3 separate regions of the Manis pentadactyla genome follow, and regions 1 and 2 are each linked to region 3. A link is a contact called in public Hi-C data. All regions are on one chromosome and are shown on one strand. The core of a region is the stretch at or near the end of the contact, and the rest is flanking DNA. Distances in the headings are between cores, read along the strand shown. Region 1 holds the start of LOC130681353. Region 2 holds the start of EFHC1 (EF-hand domain containing 1). Region 3 holds the start of TMEM14A (transmembrane protein 14A).

Region 1 (2,700 bases), core at 112-2,611, 180 kb after region 3:
TGTCGGCCCAGGGACTCCAGCGAGGAGCTGACCACGAACGCGACCTCCCGCACCAAACGCCCTTCTTATTGCAGATCGGCCTCATAAGGCCTCAAAATTTAGAACTGGAGGCTTCGATGCACGTTCGGAGAACATTTCATTTTAGGTAATCATGGGGAAATAATTTTCCTGAAAACATTTTAAAAAACGTAACTGAAGTTGCACGACATTGTGAATGAAATCAATGCCACTGAATTGTATACTCAAAAATGGCTAAGGTGGTAAACTGTGTTATATATTATTTCCCACAATAAAAAATATTTAAAATAAAACACAACTGATTACCAGTTAGCATTTATTTGAACCCTAAGAGTTTTTACATTGTTAGCAACTTTAGTTTGAAGGATTGCATTTTCATCCAGGTGGAAACAGTCTAATTTTCTCTGAGTTTAAATCCCCCAGCTAACCACCGTATCAATTTTTTCTCCCTATTTTTATTTTTGAATTCTAAGAACTGATGACATTGTTTTTTTCCTAAAGACTCTATGCAGATGTCCTGAATCCCTCTTTTATTCCTCCTTTTGATGTAAGATATAAGACAGTCAAACTTCCTTAGACTTCCTGTCCCAAATGGGACAGGGTCATCTGGCTATCTTGTAAATGTCTAACATTTATTTACCTTTATATTTACCTATATAATACCCAAACTACATGGCAAATGAAAATGGAAAGTCATTATCAAAAAATAGGGAAACGAGGGAGCCTAACAAATCATATACTATACCCATGAAAAGTGATTTTTTAAAAAATACCTAAAATAACTGGTTTTAGTTCAATTCAGTTGTCCAAGCAAGTCTACCTGGAAAATAGAAGGACTGTCTTGTTCTACTTTTAACAAGGGTTCACTGAGTTGGTAAATGGATTAGGTCAGCAGTTCCAGCCTGGGGAAAATGATAACCTTGTAAATATAACGTGATGCGACAATATAACCCTGTAAAGAGGTCTAGTGGATACAGAGGATAGTGATCTAAAATACTAAATTTGTAGCTGTGACACATAACATTTTAAAAAATGGCTAAGGTAGTAAACTGTGTTTATATATAAAGTAGGTGCTTAAGTTATTGTTACAAATACTAGTTATTTTATTAAGCTTTGTTTATATGCTAGAATAGAAATCTTCTGTGTTAACTGACCAAGATAAATTAGTATTCAGTATGTTTAATGTAATAGACCAGTTCGGAAAATATTTCAGTACCTCATTCTTCATCTGCAAAACTGATGTTTTGTATTCATGAATCACATATATCATTTTCTTCTATTACAAATCCTTTCATCTAATCTTTCCCCCCGATTTAAATTTCAAAATCCAATTATAGTCATTGGGAGGAAAATCATCCTTAAAAGACCTAAGCCCTAAAGCCGCCTTTGAAAGCTAAAAATTATTACATTTTTGGCCTCCGTTAAACATGAAGGTACTATTCATAGGTAGCTGATTTAGGATGCAAATAAAACATGCCCTTCCGAACATACTCATCCGAAGGATGGATCCTAATATTAAAAGACAGCAGTTGGGCTTCCTTATTGAAGCTCACCATCTGCCCCCGTCTCCTTTTTCATCTTTGTCTGCAGAAGACGTACTGCATTTCTAAGATTTCTAGAATAAAATGATAGCCAAGAGCTTTAAACTCTGTGAACTTATTGAACACAGATAGGGTTTTGGAATCCTGACCACTATTACAATCTGGCACCTAATAGAAACTTTAGAAACTTCAGAAGCTCCGTACATGTTTGCAGAACGAAGAGGCTGTAAAACTGTAGTTTTTCAACAGAGCATGTATAATTTCGTATTTAAAACAATGTGAAATGTGGAAATATATATATATATATATCGCTTGATGAGTGGCCGCTGTGGAAGTGACACCAGGTGTTTGAGCTTTAAGAGGATGGGCGAATACCATGTGCAGAGTCCAGCGCGCTACGCGAAACAGCGGACTACAAACCCCAAGGTCTCGTCGGCGCAGTCCCCGCAGGACTCGGGTTTCGAGGCCCTGGAGTCTTAGCGTCATGCCCCCGTTGCATGATGGGATCCGTAGTGCGACAGGGCTTGGCAGTCGCTGAGTTTTCTTCCAAACAGAATCTTTTCCTCGACCTCCAGACCCGTGCTTTTGAAAAGTTAAGTTGCTCTAACAGCCTGTGGCTGTAGTGGAGTTTCACTCCCTGCACGTCTGGGGTGGCTCTAGCCAGAGTCACCGACGACCATGCAGCGACCGTCCCGAGCGTCGTTTGATGCCCTTTAGGGCTGCTTGCCGTAGGGTCTCAACCCTCCATTTGAGTTACAGACATTTTTGAGGTTACGCGCGTTCCACCTTGCATAAGCATTCACTGGGCCGCTGCGTGGGTCTTGTTTGGATTTCGGCAAATCGGTGAGCTGGCCTCCGGGTGGGCCTCGCGCACACAGCACGTCCCAGCCCCGCGGCCCTCCTCCAGGCAGCGCGCGGGCCGAAGAGCCGTGCACGCGAGCGGGGGCGCCGGCGGCGACGGCACTGCGCACGCTCGCTACGTCGGCGCACGCCTCGGCGGCAGAGGGGCAGCTCCGCAGCGGCGTCCGGCGTCTCCTCCAGGGCCGACGCTGTGGGGCTCGCGCGCTTCTCTGCCTCGCCTGGCCGCGGGCGTTCTTCTGCCCCGCGAGTCCCCGGCCGCCGCTCCAGCGCGCCCCGGTCT
Region 2 (2,700 bases), core at 14-2,513, 210 kb before region 3:
ACTCCCCATGGCATGGAGCTATGCCTTCTGTGTCAGGCTTACCACTCTATCATGTGTCTAAAATGGCTCATTATCAGAAACAGCTGTTACAAAAATCAGATTCCTAGGCTCCACTTCAGACCTAATGAATACAATGTCTGGGCACCTAGGTTTGGGTTGGTTTTTGTTTCTATTTTAAGCCCCTCGGCTCCTATGGATAGCTTTTTTTTCTTTCCTGGAAATGTTTCAGGAACAGGATTACATTTCACTTAAGGAATATGCTTTTAAAAAGTTTCGTAAAAAGCACCAAAGAGAATATTTTTTTCTTTTCCTTTTTTAATTTAGATCTTGTTTAGCAATACATTAGCATCATTAACAGAAAAAAAAAACATTTACACAGAAACTCAAAAACAGATAATAATATAGTAATCAACCACTACCCAAGAAAATAGGTCCTCTCATTTTACTCTACTGGCAAGCCTAGGTTTATCCTGAACTTTGAGAGATTCTGTCCTGAATAGATGATGAAGCTTTCAAGTAAAAGAGAATACCTAGATCCTGACAGTATTTCACTGCACTTACTCGCTTCTTTCTTATGACAGTCTCCTCTGAAGGAGATGCGTTTCTTTTTGTGGTTCTGATTTTTTCATGGCAGCTGCAAGTAGGTACAAACTAGAGATGAAGAGAATTTAGGTGAGCACCCGTTGTAGGTTGTCAGTCAACAAATAGAGTGTCCTGAAGCGAGTAAGAATCGAGATGGTGCAGAACGGCAGGGATTGACAGAAGAGAGAGGTGACGGTGGGGAAAAAAAGGGAATGCCGAAGTGGGGGGATTAGGGACGAGACGGTTGCATTCGATCAGTTAGCACCCTTGAGCAACAGGGTACAACCATGAATAACTCGCAGCCCCTGCCCCAATAAGCACGGGTCAGGACAGGTAACACTTCACCCAGAACCAACCGTTTACACTTCAGGGTGAAATGTGACAACTGCCTCCTCCGAGAGCTCGGATCACAGGGCCGGGGCTGTCGGCGCAGGAGGGGCGCAGCGAGGCCTAGGGCGGTAGCGGGCAGGAGCTCACCGACGGCCCACCCTGGGCCTCACCGCGACGACTGCGGCCTCTTCAGTCACCTCCTCCCCCGCCCCCCAGCTCCCGGCGTCCCAACGCCAGGAGCTGGGGGGCGGGGCCAGAGGCGCGTGGCCCACTAACCGCCGCGGCCAGCCTATCGCCAGAGCGCGGAATCCCGTGTGCGGCGCACGCGCATATCCGTTACTACTGCCCCTCGGGCCCCGCCCTCCCCGCACGGCAGCTCAGGTTGTTTGGCGTTACCATGGAGCTTCAAGGGGCCCACAAACGCGGCTCGTCGCCCGGGCAACCGGGGACGACCAAACCGGACAGAGGTGGTGACGGCGGCGCCAACTGCTGAGATGGTGTCCAACCCTGTGCACGGCCTGCCCTTTCTCCCGGGCATGTCCTTTACGGACTCCACGGTGAGGACTTCTCTGCCCAACCGCCACCTGCCTCCATCCCCGGCGGCCCCCACGGGCTCGCCGCTTAGTCCGCCTCTATGCTTCTCCTCTCAAGATTGTCCTCTCCCCCATAAATATGTCTCTGCCCCTACCCTTTTTCCTCTTCGCCGCGATTTCGTCGTCCTGCGCCACCCAGCTTTATCCTTTCTCTCCTGTCCTTGGCCCTCCGCTCCATCCCGCTAGATTTTTTCCACTCCAGCCCGGCTGGCTGTTGTCTTCTGTTATCAGTGTTCCTGGTCGCGCCCTTGCTTGCAGCTCGGCTTCTCTATCCCCTGTCCGTCTCCCTCGGGATCACTGTTTTCCCCACCCTACTCCGCAGGTCTGTGGAGGTTCCGTGCCTAGCACATTCTCCCACACCAGACCCCTCCGTGCCCAGCTCCGTCCTTAACTGCCACCTCGGCCCTAGCCTTGGCCCCTCCTTCCATCAGCGTCTCTGCACCTTCGTTCTCATTCCCGCAGCCTCTTCCCACCCACTCTCCCCACGCCCATCTCTTTCCTCTGCTGAATCCTGGACCCAGTAATCTTCCCCACTCCCAGCTTCATTTCTGCCTTACATACCATTCATTCTCTTCTTTCCACCGGGTCATTTTCCATAGTTTGCCTTTCTCATTTATGCTTCTGCCCAGCCTCATCTCTTTTCTGCCGTACTTCTGCTTTTCCTATAATCTGGTCCCACCTTCTCCCCTTTTGTATTTTATCTTTCTTCATTTCTTTTTCTCCAAAAAATTTGACTTTCAACACTTGCCCATTCGCCTTCCAAACCATCCTTTTCCACTTCGTAGGAGATAATTCCATTCCAGTTCCTTCAACCACAAAGGATTTGTTGTTTTTTTTCCCACCTAGCCCCATTCTTTTCTAACACTTATAAAAGATGAAACTGTTTAGATTTTGTTTTGCTCCTCTTCCCCTACCTTAAGTGTTTTTAGTTGCATTCTCTAAACAGTATTGAAGACGACTTGACATAGTTTAGCCCTCGACAAAATTATTTACTATTTGTTTTAATTCTAACAGAGCTACTGAAATACTTATTGGAAGATCCATATTGAGATTCAGTAGGCTGATTATTGTAGATGAGACAATAATAATTTATATTTATATAGTTTAATGATGTAAGCTATAAATTCCTCTCCATGGTCATAAAGGTAAGATAAAATTTGTAGTCAATTTTCTTAGGAGAATGAATTGAAATTGA
Region 3 (2,766 bases), core at 140-2,639:
GGAGTTAAATTAATTGTGAGGTGTCTCTCACTGTACTTTACAGGGCTTACATGAGTGATTCAGCCCTGTCTTTCTCACCAGCCCCATCTCTTTTCGCACTTCTGTGCATTTTGAAAATATACTGATGTTTTCTCATGCCACTGGGCCTTTGCACATGTTCTCCCTCTGCCTAGAGCATACCCTTCCTCGCCACTCTCTTCACTTAACTGACTCCTGTTCTCCCCAGCCTCCCTTTTGGGACCCTGCCTTTTGTAGGAATCCTCCCTGAGGCTCCAGACCTTGTTAGGTGCCCCTCCTGGTAAGGCTCATCCATGCATCCACCTCCTTCACTGTGCTATACTGAGTCCTGAAGGCCAGGGCTGTGTCTGAGGGCTTTTGCTTGCTTCCTGCTGCCTTGCACACAGAAGATGCTCAATAAATAGTTGTTAAATGGGATCGAGTGTAAGTTGTAGTTCTATGATTTGGTTCACTGAATGCCTAAATCATAAATTACCCCACCTCAGTTGTTTTCTCCATCTGCTGTTATAGTAATGGCCTTACACATGTCAAGCTTAAAAATGGATATAGGGATGAAAGAGAAGAAGAATCATTATTAGAGCAGCTTGTATGTGTTGAATGCTCGGTATGTGCCAGGCACTGTTCTAGGTGCTTTATAGTATTAACTCATTTAATTACCACAACTCTATGAGTAGATAGTTTTATTATCTCTATTTTATAGATGGAGAAACCATCTTGCAAAGAGACTAAGGAATGTGCCTGATGTTTTACAGCTAGTAAGCAGTGGCATCAGGTTTGAAGCCAAACATACATTGTGGAATATGATTAACTCTGAGAAAGACAGTAAATGGGACTGAGCATGAAGTGCTCATAGAACTGAAGATGGTTAAGTCACCAGATGAACGACAGTGTGGTCACCACTTTAAGCTATAAGTCCAAGAAAAAGTGATTAATTCAGAACTTAAAACTCTGGAAAACCTCAGTTTCATTTGCATTCTCTCTTTGGGCTGCTGACTCAGTTATCAGAGGTATTATTGCTAAGTGTTAGAAATGAGACTTCTCAGAGTCTGAAATGTTGGCTCTGCTGTGTGACCTCAGGGTATTGTGTGCCTTCTCTGTGCCTCAGTCTCCTCATTTGGAAAATGGGGGTAACAATTTTAGTACTTATGTCAGAGGGTTGTGAAAATAATTGCATGAGTTTCTGGAAAGCCTTAGAGTGATGCCTACCTAGCATATGGCAACCAAAACATTACTATCCTTATTATTATTTGTTTGTTCACCATTCAGTCAGTGGTGGTTTTGAACACAGGTCCTTCCTGCATGTTCTGTCCCTCTGCACCACATCCTGGACACAGATGAGCTCTCCTTCCTGACTCTTCTTCCCACAGATACTGAGGATTTTCCAGTGTTGCCTCCTATCCAGGGCCATCATCTCCTGTGCCTGGCATTCCCTCCACCTTGGGCCCTTACTCGCAGTAAGTGCTAGCCTGCTCTCTGAAAGAAGCTCAAAACCCCTTTTCTGTTCTTCTGGGCTATTTTGTTACCAATTGCTCCTGGGAATGAAGCCCAGGTTAACCTAATTGATGAGCTGTGAGAAAATTGTAAAAATATAATAAAGATATCTGATGCACCATGTCTCATATGTACAGAGATATTTTCCCCATACAAAAGTGAAGATATAAAAGCACCACTGAGAATCTTAGCATTTAAAAAGCTGCAAGGAAATTTAAGGCTCATCCTGTCTAGTCCCTTCAACTTTGAGGGGAGTTGAAGTTAGGGGTGGGGTGTGGGCCACCAGCCAACTAATGACCAGTGTACATGTCACCTTCCTGTAGCCAGCACACTTTCTCCTACGTTTACAGAACCCTGAGCAGAATTTCCATGGGACTTCTCACCCATGGATATATATTTCACCTGCTGCTAGCATGCACACAGTAGGAGGTCACAACTCCAGTTAACTTTGCATCAGGCAGGGCTTCATTATATTCTTCAGTGATGCAGCATTGACAGCATGGCTGTCTGCCACCAGAGAAGAGCTGTCTCATAACAAAGCTAGTGACAAACAAATGCTCAGAGTGAATCTTTTGGTTCTGTCAGCAAACAAACATCCATGTTTCCCCTGTTCTTTTCTTAAGTATGAGGAGGATGGGAGAACGAATGTCTGTATGAATATGAAAGAATTCCAAGATGGAGTTGATCAAGTCAGGGAATTTAGAGGTAGAAAAGCAATTTGCTCCAGACCAGTTAGATGGTACAGGCTGGAGTGGTTAACAAGCCTGGAAGTTAGTTAAGAAGGGGAGCAGGTTCCGAGGGAGGTGGGCTGTAGAGGACCATTGGGGTTCTGTAGGTGGGGGAGAAGAAGGACATTCCACATGTGGGAGTGAAAAGTGAAGGTTGTAGTGTTACAGCCCAGTGAGGAGACTACTAACCAGAATGGAAGTCTTCCTTGGAGAGGCGGAAGGCTCTAAGCAGCTGAGGGTAGGGCAGGTCTTGAAGACAAGGAAAGGTGAATCAGCCTGAGGTGCCCCCTGAGTGTGCCTGAAGGTGACAGAATGGGGATATGTAAATATCAAGCTTCTCTCGTTTTAGTAGACTAGAGAAATTAGTTTCTACAATTCTGTGGAATGCGGATCATTTTTATATACATTTGCTCTCCCAGATTCTTTTTATAAAATTTGTCTCTTCCTTAGCTTGAGAATCCCACCTTGCCAATGGACCTGATTGGTTTTGGTTATGCAGCCCTTCTGACATTTGGAAGCATTTTGGGAT

The links. A called contact is a pair of places that touch in the nucleus more often than the background predicts.
Region 1: a contact with region 3 is called in a Hi-C map of blood, with 2.5 times the contacts expected there. The contact joins the promoter of LOC130681353 here to the promoter of TMEM14A in region 3. A contact is called at or near these places in 2 of 3 Hi-C or Micro-C datasets (blood and fibroblasts).
Region 2: a contact with region 3 is called in a Hi-C map of skin fibroblasts, with 5 times the contacts expected there. The contact joins the promoter of EFHC1 here to the promoter of TMEM14A in region 3. A contact is called at or near these places in 3 of 3 Hi-C or Micro-C datasets (blood, fibroblasts and skin fibroblasts).

The regions. Positions count from the first base shown.
Region 1 is chr16:20,625,156-20,627,855 of mManPen7.hap1, reverse strand. LOC130681353 reads right to left here and starts at 1,361. Exons shown (of 2, transcript XM_057494251.1): 1 at 1-1,361. It overlaps FBXO9 (F-box protein 9), which reads left to right and starts at 2,559. Exons shown (of 13, transcript XM_036916373.2): 1 at 2,559-2,700.
Region 2 is chr16:21,012,833-21,015,532 of mManPen7.hap1, reverse strand. It overlaps EFHC1 (EF-hand domain containing 1), which reads left to right and starts at 1,263. Exons shown (of 10, transcript XM_036916391.2): 1 at 1,263-1,469. The coding sequence starts at 1,407. It overlaps LOC130681190 (a long non-coding RNA gene), which reads right to left and starts at 1,249. Exons shown (of 7, transcript XR_008994254.1): 1 at 939-1,249.
Region 3 is chr16:20,801,790-20,804,555 of mManPen7.hap1, reverse strand. It overlaps TMEM14A (transmembrane protein 14A), which reads left to right and starts at 1,389. Exons shown (of 7, transcript XM_057493756.1): 1 at 1,389-1,472; 2 at 2,688-2,766. The coding sequence starts at 2,709.